2 separate regions of the Gossypium hirsutum genome follow, and region 2 is linked to region 1. The links are chromatin contacts, called in public Hi-C maps. All regions are on one chromosome and are shown on one strand. Each heading gives the region's core, a stretch centred on a gene start, on an enhancer-like site or on the middle of the called end of the contact. The rest is flanking DNA. Distances are from core to core; before and after follow the strand shown. Region 1 has its middle 14 kb from the start of LOC121218500. Region 2 has its middle 21 kb from the start of LOC107895346.

Region 1 (2,786 bases), core at 180-2,679:
ACAGGGCCTAGAAGCCCTTTGGTATCCAGAAGTTACATAAGGTCGTCTGCATTCGAGCACCATAATGATTACAAGGGGAAAGTGGAGCTGTAGGAACCCTAAACCACTGAACCGAAGAGGTAGTGGAAACTTGGTCATGGTCCTTAACCTAAGGGACCACCATGGACCTGGGGCACCAAAAACTCTACAAATTCGGCAATGTAAATGGAGGTAGTTGCATACCAATCCACCTTTATCTTATCGACGGCAATTTCCCCTCAAAAAGGGCTCTCTTTTCTCATTCACCTTTATTAGATTTGTTCACTTGCTTTTCTCTGGGATTAACCAGAGGACAAGCTTCGTCGTTCTCTAGTTCATCTTGGTCTTACAAGAACTTGGGAGCATTCTCAAAGAGATTAAACAAAATTATAACTCAAAAGATTATGAATATATTTTATTTTTATATTATGCACATACTAAAGTATAATTTAACAATATTAAATCAAAATAGCATTAGTAAAAGAAGGGTGAAGAAAAATGTGAAGTTGTTATGGATATAACCAATATGTGTTTTAAACAGCTATGCAAGCATGACATAAAAAGTGAAGGGAACAATTCCCACCTCACCCCCTCCATACTCATCTCTAACCAACCCTTACATAATTTAAAGGAGATACATGAAAATTAAGGACAGATTTAGATATCTAAACCCTAAAGATAAACTAGTTGTATGAGTTGTATCTCATGTGAAAATCAAATAAAAAGGGTTAAATTAATGCAAGTCACCCTTCCCAAGGACACCACATCCCTACAGTCCAAGGGGTCTCACTGAACGCCAAATTCCACTGATGGGACTCCTCAAGTTCCATTGACACCCAGCCTAGAGCTCGTGCCAGCCATTGATCATCATCACAGACGTCCATTTCCTTTACTTCATCTACCATTACACTTTTGTTATCGTTAAACCCCATCCCAATAACCAATAACTCCTTCGTGGGTGCCACCAACTCAATGCCAGCCATCACACTGGACGACGAGTCAGACATCGAAGCCCCGCAGCTCTCGCCAAAGAACGGAAGAGACGAAGTTACTGTGGGCGAAGCGTTGTAAGAAGAGCTTGTCACTGTTATCTCTTTGTATAGCTCTTGCATTATCTCCTCCAGTTTCTCTTTTTCGACCGAACCCTCGTTGGAAAACTCGCTTTCGTCGTCGGATTCCGCCAGCAAGACGCTCAAATTCCCGGAAAATTCGCCGGAAAGTTCAGCCTCCGGGGACTTCGATTCTTCTCCTTCTCCCCCTCCCCCTCCCACTCTTATCGTCATCGTGTTTTCTTTTTCTTTTTGAGAGAAACGCGTAATATAAAGAGAAGATGTCACGTAGGATGCAAGTGTAAGAGAGATGACGCGGCGAGCAAAGAGTGAAAGAGGTGACTAAAAAGTGGGCCCCAATGATTTGTCAACATTATAGCAATAGAAGGTTTCTTTTGGTTCAGTATACCAATAGAGTTGGTAAGGCCTTGTTTGGAAGGTTAACATTACATTTTTGTGGTCAGAATTTTGCTTTTGGTAATTTATGTTAATTTAATATACAATTTTAAAAATATATAAAACCTTACATTTACGATGCATATTAATTTTTGTTTAAAATTATTTAAAAATCGAAGAAATTAATGTATTTAAATTCTATTAATGATATTTAATATTAGAATAATACTAAAATCCATCATGGTTTGAGTATTAATACTACTTAATTATAGTTTAAATAATGTTATTAGAGAAATTATTTGGAAGTGTCATATAAGGGTGAGGCCGCTTGTGGAATAAAATAATATACTGCGAGTGTATCAAATACTCACTCATATTATTAATATATTTTTATAGATTATGTGTTATATATTGTTAAATTAATTTGTTTTAATGTTATAATTGTTAATACTCGATTTTTATATTTATTTTTCCTCAATGAATATAATTAACTCTTATTATATTTGAAAAATAAATAAATTTTATTTTAATATGTGCCTTTTTCTAACTATATTTAAACTTAACAATTTAATATTTACCAGTCTTAAAAGCTAAGCAAAATTTGAAAGTAAGACTTTATATTTAATATATAAAAATCTATATAAAATAAATTTAAACGAAAATGCATGAAACAACTTAAAAGATTAAAAGGTCATTTACCCAATATGGAAATAAGTGCTTGAAATGGAAAGTGTGACATGTCTAAAAATTGTAATGTGAGCATAGATACTTATTCCTTATTTAGCTAGAACCTAATAAAATACATTACTAATTTTTTATTTGATGCGATGCACGGACTTGTTGTATATATCTTTTAAAATATATTTATTTGTTAATTTAAATTAATTTTTAAAATTGGTAAGTTTTAACAAATAAAAATTAAAATCGAATGTTTCTTTATTCATCATTTATGATATTATAATGATGGTAAATATATTTTTATATATGATACTAAATTAACAAAACAAATTTTTAAGTGTATATTTATTTCAAGATTTTTAATGTAATTCCGTAATTATTAATAGTAATATATACTAAATATGTATATATTCATGTTAAAAATTATCGTAACTATTGTAAATTTTTAAATAATTTAATTAATTAATATAAAAACCAATATGGAAAAAGTAAAAGAAGATACGTGTTTATTTTGATATTTTGTCCCACATTAATTATATTCATTTAAAAATGTTTAAACCAGCCTTAAAAGAACTATAAACTAAATTTTTTAAAGCTTTTTTTATTAACGACATGATTTATTCAAAATATAATTGGACAGAGTTC
Region 2 (2,786 bases), core at 93-2,592, 110 kb before region 1:
ACGAAAAAAAAATAATTGTATTAACAGGGAAGGTAAAATTAATGCTCCCTGCTAATAAAACAAGAAACTTACATGTAAAGTTACTTTATAGCAATAAACCATAAGGAAAAAGGCTTACCAATTAGCTATATTTAAAAAGGACTCTGGCATTATATAGCAGAGATTAAAAAACCCAAACCGCCATGCCTATAAGATAAAGGAAATTTTCATATAATAGAAACACAGCCCTTAGCAGGCTAGTGGGCGGCAAAACTTCAAGTAGTAGAACGATGAGCAATTATCAGAGAAAAATCAATAAAAAACCAGAAAGGATGTACCATGCTAAATTTAGCAAAACTTCAATTAATAGAAGTTGAAAGATTAATTGAGATTCGACATGCAAATCAAAATCATCTGTAAAAAGAAACAATAAAAAAGAAAGCTTTAACAAGTTTACTATTTATCAGAATCAATCCATGACTAATGAAAATGACGTGGAAAGTTAAGGATATCCAAAATTACTACCGGAAAGAGGAAGTCTGGAAAAGTGATCCGCAGTTGAAGACTCCTCGTGTTTAAAATGCAAATGAAAATGAAAACGAAATAAAATAAATAAATAAACATAGTAGCAATTTGTATAAGAAGGAAACATGAAATGCAATCAGAATTCATGAATAAAAGAAAACAAATGTCATAAGAAAAAAAAATCATAAATTATATAAAACGTTTAGATATCATAACTAATTCAAACAAGAAATGCAATTTCGATAACCTAAAACTGAAAGATATAATAAACTTTTTAAATATATAAAGTAAGAAAGAATATATTACCCAATAACGAAGCGAGAGTAACTCCACGAAAGCGCCGGCGTCGGAACCGGCGAGGCTAAATCTTTTAGCAGCGTCGATCTGAGTCGTCTCGGGATCCGAGGCACTGATCGCCAAAGCCAACTGCATCTGAAACTCTTCTTCCAATAAATTAAAATCCACCTCATCACCAGCCGTCCGATCTCCCCCGGCCGATTCAACGGCCCCGATTCTCCCCAATGTACCTGAACCAACAGAAGACGCCGAAGAAGAAGAAAAGGAAGACGCCGTTTCTTGTCCCGTGGAGTTCGGACTCGGACATGAGCTGATCACGGGCTGCGTCTCCGTCAACCGTTGGTGCTCATTGAAACCGCCGCCGATATGGAGTTTCCTTAATAAATGCTTCATTTTCGGCATCGATCATTAACGGCGACTTTTTTCCCGGTCTCCGTTTCTTTATATTTTTTAAATTTTTTTCTTATTCTATTATTCCATCTGCAGACTTAACCTACGCCCACTAGTTTAAAAGCATATTCGCTTAACCTGCGCACTCTTCTCCGCTTACCCGTAATTGAAAAGACTTTTAAATTAACCGCTCACCCATTCCCTCCAATACACACACTCTCAAATTTAATAATTAATTAATTAATTCTACTTCTTCCCTTGATAGTACGATTTATACATAACCGTTTCCTCTCCATTTTTTATATCTTGCTCTTTCAATTCTAAATGTAAAGCTTGAAATCCTCACCCATAATTTATGAAATAATTATTTTTTGATATAATTTATTGTTGATTAAGATATGTTGAAGGAAGAGAATGAAATTATCTGGGAATAAACCTAAATTCTTATACTTTTAACGTAATACTTTTGCAGCCACCGAATTTAGGTTGAATTTTTAAAAATTATTATTTACAATTAAAATATAACAGATTCATATTTAAATTAAAATATAAGATTAATACTAATAAAATAGCAATGGCCACAAATAAAATCCCTATACTTAATCGAGAAGTGCTTTATATATATATATATATCACTTACGAAACAATTCGTCCGTGCATCCCATCAATTACAAACATGATCTATTTATTTGTAAAAGGAAAGTTGAAGAATTATTATGATAAAAAACCCTTTCACCTATCAACGGTTGATGGCTTAGCTAACCCAAAATAACAAATTATATTTTAAAAACCCAAGTTGAATTTATGGTTTGAGAGTTTGAGAAGTTTCTAAGAAGGAACCTTTTCTTTGTAAATATTGCGACTTCACTTGAAGAACAAGATTGGAAACAAAATGGCATGTGTCTCCACGCTTGGTCCCATATTTTTGTTTTAGGTTACGTTTAGGGGCGGCGCTATAAATTATTATTATTATTATTATTATTATTATAACAGTATAAAATTTTAATGTTTTTAAATAATACAAATTTTATTTTCAAAGTTACTAAATTAATTAAGTCAAATATGAGAACAGAAAACTTTAGAGACCAATCAATTGAATTTTTTTTTCAATTTAACCCGTTTGCTTCCATCACAAACTTAATCAAAGTAGACCAAAATAAGTAAATTTAATTAGTTGGATGATTATTTTGAAAGTTTTAAAAGTTAAGTGACCATAAAAGAAACTTAGGCATAATTGTGTGTCCTGTAGTGAAGTTTACCCTAACATCTAATACAAGTAGATTTATATATTCTAATTACTATTCGCAACAGATACAGATACAGTGTAAATAACAAATTCACTCTTGAGAATATTTAATGGATTGGAATATATAAATTATTTAATTAATTCCAATTCAAACCCACATGTATCCAACTATGATCTTTGATTATAAAACAGTCACTTTTATTTGTCTTATGTTTGAAATGTTATATTTTAATCACTTACGTTATCGTTTTGTTACGAAGTGGTCACTTTACCGTTAAACTACATTACCTCCTTAACAATAGTCCTGCATGACAGTCCAAATAGTTTTAAATGTCAACTTGGATGTTCA

What was found. Hi-C and Micro-C count contacts between places; a contact is called where the count stands out from the background.
Region 2: a Hi-C map of leaf shows a contact between it and region 1, with 1.8 times the contacts expected there. The contact joins two enhancer-like sites. A contact is called at or near these places in 10 of 34 Hi-C or Micro-C datasets (callus, leaf and seedling).

What each region holds. Positions count from the first base shown.
Region 1 is chrD06:19,248,669-19,251,454 of Gossypium_hirsutum_v2.1, reverse strand. No RefSeq gene overlaps it. Among protein-coding and RNA genes, the nearest start is that of LOC121218500, 14 kb to the left of the region's middle. Within about 2 kb of position 1,429, at least 9 of the 9 cell types and tissues checked have an H3K27ac peak or open chromatin away from gene starts, as enhancers often do. A contact at or near this core is called in leaf, where this site is marked.
Region 2 is chrD06:19,360,602-19,363,387 of Gossypium_hirsutum_v2.1, reverse strand. It overlaps the pseudogene LOC107942904. Among protein-coding and RNA genes, the nearest start is that of LOC107895346, 21 kb to the left of the region's middle. Within about 2 kb of position 1,342, at least 9 of the 9 cell types and tissues checked have an H3K27ac peak or open chromatin away from gene starts, as enhancers often do. A contact at or near this core is called in leaf, where this site is marked.